4 separate regions of the Mus musculus genome follow, and all the other regions are linked to region 2. A link is a contact called in public ChIA-PET, HiCAR-type and promoter capture Hi-C data. All regions are on one chromosome and are shown on one strand. The core of a region is the stretch at or near the end of the contact, and the rest is flanking DNA. Distances in the headings are between cores, read along the strand shown. Region 1 overlaps Picalm (phosphatidylinositol binding clathrin assembly protein). Region 2 holds the start of Hikeshi (heat shock protein nuclear import factor). Region 3 holds the start of Me3 (malic enzyme 3, NADP(+)-dependent, mitochondrial). Region 4 holds the start of Sytl2 (synaptotagmin-like 2).

The links. Promoter capture Hi-C pulls out the DNA fragments that hold promoters and counts their contacts. ChIA-PET counts read pairs in DNA pulled down with a chosen protein or histone mark. HiCAR-type assays count read pairs that join an accessible place to other places.
Region 1: a promoter capture Hi-C map of the C10 cell line shows a contact between it and region 2, with 2.9 times the contacts expected there. The contact joins the enhancer-like site here to the promoter of Hikeshi in region 2. A contact is called at or near these places in 4 of 39 promoter capture datasets (the C10 cell line, liver and pre-B cells), 2 of 484 Hi-C or Micro-C datasets (cranial neural crest and nephron progenitors), 5 of 115 datasets of contacts at active chromatin or transcription factors (embryonic stem cells and epiblast stem cells) and 4 of 9 other capture datasets (adipose tissue, embryonic stem cells, liver and 1 more).
Region 3: a HiCAR-type map of fibro-adipogenic progenitors shows a contact between it and region 2, with 2.9 times the contacts expected there. The contact joins the promoter of Me3 here to the promoter of Hikeshi in region 2. A contact is called at or near these places in 1 of 39 promoter capture datasets (the 3T3-L1 cell line), 1 of 115 datasets of contacts at active chromatin or transcription factors (fibro-adipogenic progenitors) and 1 of 9 other capture datasets (adipose tissue).
Region 4: an RNA polymerase II ChIA-PET map of memory CD8 T cells shows a contact between it and region 2, with 35 read pairs. The contact joins the promoter of Sytl2 here to the promoter of Hikeshi in region 2. A contact is called at or near these places in 1 of 39 promoter capture datasets (pre-B cells), 2 of 115 datasets of contacts at active chromatin or transcription factors (bone marrow-derived dendritic cells and memory CD8 T cells) and 3 of 9 other capture datasets (adipose tissue, liver and pancreatic islet).

Annotation. Positions count from the first base shown.
Region 1 is chr7:90,199,077-90,201,776 of GRCm38.p6, reverse strand. All of the region lies in intron 19 of Picalm (phosphatidylinositol binding clathrin assembly protein), which reads right to left. Among named protein-coding and RNA genes, the nearest start is that of Ccdc83, 65 kb to the left of the region's middle. Within about 2 kb of position 1,351, at least 13 of the 459 cell types and tissues checked have an H3K27ac peak or open chromatin away from gene starts, as enhancers often do.
Region 2 is chr7:89,939,933-89,942,632 of GRCm38.p6, reverse strand. It overlaps Hikeshi (heat shock protein nuclear import factor), which reads left to right and starts at 1,429. Exons shown (of 5, transcript NM_026304.3): 1 at 1,429-1,664. The coding sequence starts at 1,635.
Region 3 is chr7:89,631,407-89,634,106 of GRCm38.p6, reverse strand. Me3 (malic enzyme 3, NADP(+)-dependent, mitochondrial) reads right to left here and starts at 1,289. Exons shown (of 14, transcript NM_181407.4): 1 at 1,014-1,289. The coding sequence starts at 1,196.
Region 4 is chr7:90,301,001-90,303,700 of GRCm38.p6, reverse strand. Sytl2 (synaptotagmin-like 2) reads right to left here and starts at 1,272. Exons shown (of 20, transcript NM_001368878.1): 1 at 958-1,272.

The DNA of each region.
Region 1 (2,700 bases), core at 102-2,601, 260 kb before region 2:
GACTTGCCTCCAAATTCAGATAAGAGAAAATTAGAACGTCTCTAATTTTAAAATTTAACATCTTAAATTTACTTTTACACCTAATGTTTATTAGTGTAGAAACATACTAATCCAACCTATAGAAATATGAAAGGTTATATGCTTTGCTGCTGTTTCAGTGCATGACACCTGCCTGTCTGTCTGTCTGTCTCTCTCACATACACACACCCCTTACCCCTCTGGAACAGAAAGTAATTAACTGTTGTTGGGTTTGGGGGGGGGGGGGGGAGAAACCATGAACACACAGAACAAATCCAGTTCTATAATAATGAACCCATTGCCCTTTTGTCTAGTTCATGTAGTTGGAATTTAAGAGTTCTACATTCTGATACTAATAGTTCTACCCATTCCTTCTGTCTAACCCTCTCTTCTTTCCTTCCTTTCACAATTAAGAGTGCTAGGCAAGTGCTGGACCACTGGACTGTATTCTCAGCACCTAAATCAACCAACCATTTTCTACGTGAACACACACACACACACACACACACACACACACCAGTGTGTTCATTCATTATTATAGGAACTTCCCTCAGGCTGTGTGTTCATGATCACTGCCCTTCTACTGCACCAAGAAAGCTTTAGCTACATGCTGGCAGCCTGACACTGGATTTCCCATTGAAACGAATTTCAATTCACTGCACATTACTCAGCTTGTGTGTTTTATATAGTAACACTAATAAAACACATCCTCTTAAAGCTGATGTCATCAAGAAATATTTAGCGATAACAGACAGTACTATTCCAAGATCCCAGAGAATCAGCCTCAGAAACCGTAAGTTGTCTCAGGGTGTTTAGAGCACAGCCAGATCACTAGTGGCACATCCAAATCTACTTACTAGATGGGAATACACACATACTATACTGTGTTGTATGCCATTAGTTTTCTATTAAAGGCAGTCCCATTCTTTGGTTGCCTCTATGAGAAGCAAGAGGCAAGGATAAGTACTCTTCTAGAGGACACCATGTGAGGACAGCTTCAGAATTCCAGCCTCTGGGACAGAAAGTAAATACTCTGCTGCTGTATTAATCCACAGAGCTTGCCATATTTTGTTACTGCTGCCCTTGGAAACTAATAGACTCTTAATGCACATATTTCGGGCTCTAAGGCTGTTAACTTTTTGGTTCTTAAAATTAAATTTAAATTCCTATTTATTTCAACTCAATTCTATCATGATATTTAACTTATAGAAAGAAGTTTAAGTGCTATCAGAGCTGAAGTGATTGCTCAATGTTAACCAGCACTTGCTGTTCTTCCTGAGGACTGCGGTTAGATTCTCAGCTTGGCATCGTACATGATGACTCACACCTGTGTAACTCTAGTTCCAGGGATCTGGTGCCCTCTTTGGGCCTTTGTAAGCATCAGGCAGGAACATGGATAGACACTCAGGCAATATACCCGGACATAATACAATATATTTTAAATGAGATTATGAAACTTTCAAAGGAACTTTTGAAGTGGTAACTTAAGCGTTCTTTGGAAAGCAGTTGGATAGTGTTTTGCTGAGGCAAACATATGAAAGAATAAATGGATACAGGTGAAAGACTAAGGTAGACTCCTGAAGGAACATTTCACTGAAACAGACACAGGAGAGAGGATGGCTAAAGAAACATGTGAAAGGATGTGTAATGAAGAATTCTTTGCTAACATTAAGCTCCCTTTGTTGGGACTTGAGGACTCTAGATTGACTGAATGCATGTGCTGAAGCAAGATCCCTGCTGAGGCAAGGCACACAGAAGATACATGATGTTTGGAGGGTATACAGAATGACAGAGCTTGGCCTGCTGGTACAGTTAGCCATGCAATGCTGTAAAGATCACATCTTAGCTGATCTTCACTTTCCTGAGAGGCACAACACAGAACTTCTCCTGATGTTCCTGCTGGTCTCTCCCACTGACAAGCTCAGGCTTGTGACAAGGTCTGGCTGTGTCTGCTAAGTCGTGTCACCGCTGTTGCTGACCCGAATCTACCGAACTAGACTGCGGGCAGATCCACGAAATGTTTGGGAATGGATTGATCTACTGCTGCTAACCTGTGAACTGAACTGCCAATTTCCAGACAGCACAGACGGGAGCTGCTCCAAAGAATGTTTCTAAACAGGCCCACTCACTTCCCCATATCCTTCCTTTCCCACTACCTCTGGTGGGTGGTGGGCTACAAGGGAGGTTAAAGCGTTTAAGAACCATCATTGAAAGTAAGGTTTGGAAAAAAAGTTACAAACTTTTCTAGCATACACTATAAAACAAATGTAGTCTCACACTTTCTATACACTCAGAGCTTCTGAAGTTCACTATGACGACATTGTAAAACTTTGGCCACCCAAGACTTTATTAATGCTTTCTGGCTACAAGACAAGAAATAAAGGTTTTAAAAAAGAAAACCTAGAAAGTAAGGCCTTCCGCTACACTTGTTTTATTAGCAACAGAGGTTAGAGATGAGACTCCTAATATTTTTTTATATGATTAACTGGTATATAATAAGGGCTACAGAATCAATTTTTCATTTATGGTACCAAATCTGATTCCCAAAGTAAATTTTCTCATAATATTATATAATAATAAGTAGGAAAAGATAAATGAGCATAAAGTACTGCTGAAAATCCAAACAACATTATTCATGAAGATTCTGCTAGACAAATCAGTTGAGAACTATCACTATCAACA
Region 2 (2,700 bases), core at 180-2,679:
CCTTTTCTGGAAATGCATCCAGAACTCAAAGGACAAGTCAGTCAGTTATGGGGCTGTGTGTGTGTGTAATGCCAGCCCTCGGGAGGTGGAGGAGAAGGATCAGGAATCCAGTATTATCCTCGACTACACAGCACGGTCCAGGCTAGTCTAAATTATGCAAAACCTTGTCTATTTAAAAAACAAACAAACAGAGAGACAAATAAATGAATAAAAACAAACAAACAAACACCAATCCCAAAAGATGAGCAGCAGTGTCACACACTTTTTTATTTTTTGGCTTTTTGAGACAGGGTTTCTCCGTGTAGCCTTGGCTGTCCTGGAACTCACTTTGTAGACCAGGCTGGCCTCGAACTCAGAAATCTGCCTGCCTCTGCCTCCCATGTGTGGGATTAAAGGTGTGCGCCACCACGCCCAGCTAGTATCAGATACTTTTAATTGTAGCATTTAGCAGGTAGAGGGAAGCAGATCTGAGTTTGATGCCAGTCTGGTCTAGAGTGAGTTCCAGAACAGCTCAGGCTACATCGAGAAACCCTGTCTTGGAAAACAACTCCCCAAAGTGAGAAAACTTAGATTATTATTTTTTTTAAAAGGCATTTTTACAACAAAACTCCCTAAGCAGCACCAGACCCTATTCTTAGTGGCAGTTATCAATTAATTCATCATTTAATCCTTCCAGCAACCCAATAGGTCTATTTGTCTCAGTTTGCAGATGATTGACTGATGAAGCTGTTATATAGCTTGCCTACAGTTGTACAGCACATTAGTTGGGGCGGGGAGGAAGCACAAGTGAAGCACTACAAGAAATATAAGCAAGAACACAACTACGTGTTAAAACTAGTATTTAGTGGGGAAAAGGACTTCTGGACCTCTATAGCTTTAGTGGTCCACGCCTATAATTCCAGCAATTGGAGGCTGAGAAAGGAGTGCACAAGTTCGAGGTCTACCTGGGCTAGGTAATAAGACACTGCCATAAAAATGAGATAAAAATATATTAACATTTTTGATATAATGTTTGTCAGGAAGAATGCAGTAAGTTGGTTGCAACTTGAATTTACGCTCCAAAAATCAATTTTTCAAGCTTCCGGGCAGGTTATGCCGAACCAATTGCCCTCCGTATAAAACGGAGATAATATTTATCCCATTAAGCTTTTGAAAGGAGAGGCTGGGTGAAACGATTCTGGCAAAGGCGTATTGTTACTCCTAAAATGTTACACAACCGCCAGAAAGGTCTTCTCCCAGCACCACCTTTAGAAACTTTGACTCACACAGGCACGGAAATCATGTACTATCAGTAGTAACTTTCAAATTCTCCCGGCTCGCCCTCTGGGAGGCTGGCGCACTGCACTATGGGATTTGTAGTCTTAGCGCGATACCAGCTCCTCCTTACTACCTTAGAAGGAGGAAATGGGTGTAATGACCCGGAAGTACTCGTTCCGGAGAGGCGTGCAAGTTAGGAAGGAAGGGTCAGAGGTCGCCGGCCCAGATGCGTTCCTGTGTTGTTATGTAGTGGAGGGTCACGTTCCTTCCTGCAAATTCTGGAAGGTTCTTGAGTTCAATTAGGACAGTGGCTGCGGAATTCCTGGTGTCCGGCCTGAGGTGCCCGCTGGCCTAGCAGAGGCGCCGAGGGCGCTGCCATGTTTGGCTGCCTGGTGGCGGGGAGGCTGGTGAGGATGGCCCGGGCGGTGGCAGGAAGGGGTCGGTGACTGAGAGCTGGGTGGTGGCACGGTGCACGGCGCTTGGAACGCGGGGAAACCTGGTCATTGTGCTTTTTTTCCTGGGCGTGTGCGACGGACGGGCAATGGGACGCTGGCCCCACTCTTAGCTGTGTTTGCGAGGCTGTCAGGATGTGACTGCATTTTGTTGAGTGCGGATTTTGTTCCACCTGCTGGGTTGAGTGCTGTAGTTACTTGTTAATTTCAGCCTTCTGTACGGCATTTCGCCGTAACCGTGGTAACTCGTGAGCTAGTCTTTCTCTCTTTGCTGTTCAGGAACGTACACTCAGTAGATAGTGTAGTAATTACTCTTGTAAATTGATAATGCTACTTAGAAGTAAAGCTGAGATTTGTAATCTAAAGCTAAGTGGTTTTCGGAAAAATTCAATTTTCCGGACAATGAAGGTGTTTTGTTTTGTTTTTCCTTTTTGGTGTCTTTGGAAGGCCCCCCCCCCCCTTTCAGAAGTTTACCGACCCAGTTTAAAATACAATAATTGCAAGTTGCTTAATAGAAATGACTGAAATTTAGGTGTGAGCCGTACCTGTGATAACTAAAGGATTCGAGTACAATGCTTTCTTTTTGGTCAGAGAGATGCCCTTGCTTAGCCAGAGCCTTAGAATGAAATGAAATGAAATGAGTGCGGGAGTGGTTGAGGAGTAACCAGAGTGAATCTTGTTTGCTCTTTAGAAACCAGCGATGTATCCGTCTTGAGACGTGACTCCTTTCTCTTTAGAGCTATTCTTGTTTTGTTTCTCCTTGTTTTGTTAAATACTGCAACCTCTTTGTTAAATTGTGCCTCACGTGTGGTAAGCGAGAGCTCCACGCCTCCGTTTTCACCAGCTTTTGATAATGTATTCTATACACGCTGCTCTTAAGAAAAACACGTGGTTCCAAGAAACCATGGACTTCTGTCTGCAGTGAATGGGAGGCTCCTGTGGAGGTGAGGTAGTGCTAACCCTGGTCAATAGCTTTTGGAATGTCCCAGTA
Region 3 (2,700 bases), core at 40-2,539, 310 kb after region 2:
CACAGTTGGCCTCACCCTTTAACATAGCATTTTCCATAGAAGTTGTGTCATTGGAATTTCACCATCCTGAATCAGAGAAACTACTAACATTTTTTGAGAACTTCCTGCATGAGGACTATTCTCACATTTTATTTGCAGTAATAGCTTAGCAAGCATTTATGAGAGCTTAAATATTAATTCAAATCCAGTGGTTTTGAAACTTTTTACAATAATCAAATGAGGTCATACTATTAGGCTGAAAAACGTTGAGCCTGCTAGTTAAACACGAGGAATTGTGGGGAGTGGGGGACTGGCTTGAGTCTTGGCTTCCAGTTTCTGTTCCTCACAATCCTCTGAACCAAAGATACAAACTTGATTGCTACAAGAAGGAGGTGTGCTCCTAGGTTAATATGCAGGTATCTGCAGTGGGCTGAACACGGCCAAAGCATTAGAGATCTGCATTTGGTCACCTTGGCTAAGACCCCTTTGTTCTGCATTCTGTTACAGGACTGGTTTAAATTAAAATCTTTAATTCTTCTTCCAGTACTAAAAGTTCTATAATTCTAGACTTTTCTGTCTTCCGGACTCATGTTTTCCCAGATATTCACCATATCATTAGCTAACACTTATTATCTCATTGGTGCCCGAGTCTGTGCTAAGAACTCTGCCTCCGTTTTCCTGTTTTTCCTTTTAAACCTTGCAACATTCCTAAGAAATCTCTAACAGATACTTTAATTCACGGAGGTCAAATGAATTGTCCTCAAGATCTGCTGGAAATCTGACTCTAGCTCAGAGGGACCATCGGGAATACTCACTGGGTCTGTATTGTTTTTGCTGAGGAAATTAAGGTCAGTAAAACTGATCACATCTCTCCATGTCAAGAGGGGGACGAAAAGGCCAAAGCAAACAGAGCAATATCCAGGAGGCAAAACCAGAGGGCTCTGGAAGGACGCCATAGGTTTCGTCCCAAGCCCAGGGGGCGGGGCGTCTTTCCCTGCTAACCACGGGATCCAACGTCCTACCCGGACCATTACCTTGTTGAGATGGGGGTTCCTGGTGACATCGTATCCGCGCTTCTTCAGGGGTACGGGTCGAGGCGGGCCAGACTTGGAGTGGCAGCCCTGGGCGGGCGCGGAAGGTGCCTGGCGCCGAAGACTGCTGCAGGCTATGCGAGGCACGGAGGTCAGCCGCGCGCCAGTGCCCAGCGCGGCGCCCATAGCCCTGGCACAGACCTGGAACCAGGGCGAGACCAAGGTCAGGGGTGCCCTCTAGGCAAGCCAGGTCCTGCGCGCCAGCAGGGCGCCGGACCTGAGCTCTCGGAGAGGCTGGGGGTTCCTGATGGAAGGCGCTAGCCTCCTCCCCTTGTCCGAGGCCACCTGCTCCTCGCTTGGTTGCGATGCTCACCCCTCAGCCAGCAAAGCGAAAGCAAGCCCAGAAAGCAGATCCCGTGCGGATGACAGCCCGTGCCTCCCTGCCCCCATATGGGAGAATACTCTCCAAGGAGTCCCCGCACCCTCAGTACCTGTGGTTAACCTTGGTTTCTCCTTCTTCCGCTTACCTGCCTAACTGGAGAAGCTGAAGTCTATGCAGTCCCACTGCGAGCAGGTGGGGCAAGGCGCTACTGTCCCCTGTCACTCTCTGGCCAAAGGCAGCACCTCACAGGCAGTGCTAGCTCACGGGACTGATGCATTCAGTAAAACAGTCTCCAAACCTTTCCTTGCGGGACCAGATTTTCCTTGAGGATATGCGCGGGGGCTCTTCATAACAAGACAGGATGAAGCTCATTTTCCTCCCACATGAGGGTTTTTGTGCTTTTGTACCCTGGCACTCTCTATCCAGAGGTCTGAATGGCACTTAGGGGAGAACACTTGAGGGTCAGCATGCCCCCACCTCTTGAGCAAGACCTGGGCAAGAATGCTGTCAGTATAGTAACCATTAGCCACATGTAGCTGTAATACTCTAAATAAAATACAATTTTAAATCCATTTTACAGTAAATAAAATTTCTAAATAAAATACAATTTTAAATCCCAGTCACAGTAAGTGCCTTCTTTTAAACCAGTTGAGACCATGTTTGAATGTATATAGGTACAGAACACTTCCTGCTTTGTAGAACGTTCTCTTCTGTTGATCTGCGTTCCCCACTTCCTAAGTAAGTTTCTAGGAACCCCATGGAACCAGCCATAGACCATAGATGTTAGGTCACTCACACCTTGATGTCCACTTCTCCCTGAATTTAAGTGTGTACTTCCTCCACTTAGTGTTCAAGAGATTCCTTCTAAAGGAAATACATCGCTCTGTGTATGGGATAACTCCTAAGTTGTCAGGAGGCCTTGGTTAAGCCCAGCCTGGCTCCTGCCAGCTTCTCATCTCATCCCACTTCACCTTGTGCTGTCCTTGAGGTCTCCTCTGACTTGCTTCTCCCCATTTCCCTGTCTTACTCACCTCCATCTCAGGGCTTTTGCCTCTGCTAACACTTTTACTGGGAACATCATATTCCAATCTTCTAAACAACTGCCACATCTCGTCTCTGAGGTTGCCCCTAATATGTCAACTTGGAAGCCATTATTCTAGTCATTCCCTTCAGTGCTGACCATCCCCAGGGGATGCATAAGAAAAGGGTTTTCCCCTAGGTATAAATGAACAAGTCATCTACTAGTTCATTGCTATTGTGGTATATTGCCTGCCTCCCCCTTATGATACTGGCTTCACTGGGCTAGGG
Region 4 (2,700 bases), core at 23-2,522, 360 kb before region 2:
CTGGTCCATAATAAATGTCTGTAAAAGAGAGATCAGCATCGCCCCTCCTCCCTCACTGAACCTCTCTTCTCCTTCCTGGACACTTTTAGTGGGTCCAAGAGTCTGATTTCAAATGTATGCCACTCCAAGAATGATGAAGGGCAGAGATGAAAGAAGTTGTTTGAGGGCCGGGTGCTAAAAAGCTCCAGTAACTGATTGAAGACCTCAGCCACTTTAAGCTAGCTTGCTTTGTCCTGGCTTCTCCATCTTGCAGACAGCAGGACCAGCATTCTAGCCAGAAAGGGTTGTCAGGAAGAGAGAAAGCTGGACAGCAATTTGGACCCCGCCGACCCTCCAGTTGTGTATCTGAACTGCCCCCTCTCCCCCACCCAGGCTTCCTCTGCACACTGCTATTAGACTGTAGGGTCAGAAAGCTGTGATTCAAAGCGTGTGTTTAGGCTCCCTCTCAACCCAGAGCCCACGTCCTGGAAGCTGCTGGTCACATACCAGCCCTTAGTAAAAAATGAGAACTTTTCAACGATGCAGGAAATGGAGCCCCTCATAGCCAAAGACGACTTATAAAGGGAGGAAAGGGGAGGAGGCACTGTGAGCGCAGAGACCCACTTCCTACCCCACTTCCTACCGCACTTCCTACGGCTGCTGGATGGGTCTTACACCCTGAAACACGCGGTTTTGCAGTTTGAAGCTGGCAAATCCCACCCATGTGACTTAACTCTATAGGATAAGAGGTCTGGTTGGGTGTAGAGGAAACTGTCCCAAAACAAATGTGTTAATTTTCAAACTAGAGTTCGCGGGGGGGGGGGGGTGCTTAGCTGGGTTCCTTCGCTGCACCTCTGCTGTTCCTCACCTGAGCACCCTGCGGGCGATTGCTCCGCAGCCAGGTCCCGCCAGTCTCCAGCCCCAGGTCTGGGGTCAAGCCTTCAAAGTACCACCCCCAATTCCGTCGCAACTGCCTACCTGGTGTCCCTAGCTTCGCGGACACACGGCGGCGAGGGCAGCAGAAGGAACTCCTAACTAAAGGAGAAACTGAGGGATGAAGCTTGTTGGTTGCCGCCCCGGTGGTTCACGTTGTAGCAGCCAGGATAGCAAGGACAACAAAAAAATCTCTCTCTACACCAACTCCTCCAGCTACTCCAAGACCCAGAGCAGGACCAGAAAGCAGTCCCAGCGACACCGCCAGTAGACAGAAAAGTCACACCCAGAGCGCGCGCCGAGTCTCCGCCGCAGCCCCGGCTGCCCGCTCTACCTCCTCCGGGCTGCCAACCTCTCTCTGCCGCCCAGCGCTCGCAGCCGGCTGCGCCACCCAGGTGTCGCCGCTGTTCGGGGCGGGCGGAGGGGAGGGCAGCGCGGGACCTTCCAGGGAGCACAGGGCTCGCCCCGCCCGCCCGCGCCTGCGGGGCCGCCTCCTGTGCTCTGGTCCCTGCGCTTGGCTTCTCTCCCTTCCAGGCCTCCTTCTCTACTTGTCAGTGAAGCAATCGAGTTTTTATCCAAAAGAACGGAAACGGCACTTTTTTTTTTTTTACGTCCCTATGCAAGAGGGTCGAGGATACCTTCCATCTGAAACGTAGGGACGGTCACCACCATGCGGGGAGAAGAGGTGCCTGTAATCTAGCAAAATGTTCTAACCCCTCCGGCCATCAGTTTCTTTCTCTCTTTCTTTCTTTCTTTCTTTCTTAATTTAAGTTTTATTGCATTATGACGAGAAAAGATACATAATTTCAATTTATCTGAATTTGTTAACACTTAAAAACATATTTTGAATAAATAGACTTACATCACATTCTTCTTTCCCTTTTGTACCCCAACTTCTCCCAGAGACGGCCCCCACTTCAAAACCTGCAATACCTTTTTTTTATCATATTCTCTTTTTTCCTTTTTTATTAAATATTTTCTTTATTTACATTTCAAATGTTATCCCCTTTCCTAGTTTCCCCTCTGAAAACTCCCTATCCTTTCTCCCCTCCCCCTGCTCCCCAAACCATCCACTCCCACTTCCTGGCCCTGGCATCCCCCTATACTGGAGCATAGAACCTTCACAGGACACCTCACACCAGTCAGGATGGCTAAGATAAAAAACTCAGGTGACAGCAGACGCTGGCAAGGATGTGGAGAAAGAGGAACACTCCTGCGTTGTTGGTGGGATTGCAAGCTGATACAACCACTCTGGAAATCAGTTTGGTGGTTCCTCAGAAAATTGAACATAGTACTACTGGAAGATCCAGCAATACCACTCCTGGGCATATACCCAGAAGATGCTCCAACTTGTAATAAGGACATATGCTCCACTATGTTCATAGCACCCTTATTTATAATAGGCAGAAACTGGAAAGAATCCAGATGTCCCTCAACAGAGTAATGGTTACAGAAATTGTGGCAAATTTACACAATGGAGTACTATGCAGCTATTAAAAACAATGAATTTATGAAATTCTTAGACAAATAGATGGATCTGGAGGATATTCATCCTAAGTGAGGGAACCCAATCACAAAAGAACTCATATAATATGCACTCACTGATAAGTGGATTTTAGCCCAGAAGCTCAGAATGCCCAAGACACAATTTGCATCCGTTTCTTTATACAGATAGCTAGGATTAAATAATGTGATACTTTAAAAGTAGCCGTGGGAGAGAGGGGCCGGGGGAGGTGGGCAGAAGGATTACCTTGAGTTTGAAGCCAGCCTCTGCTAGAGAATGAGTCA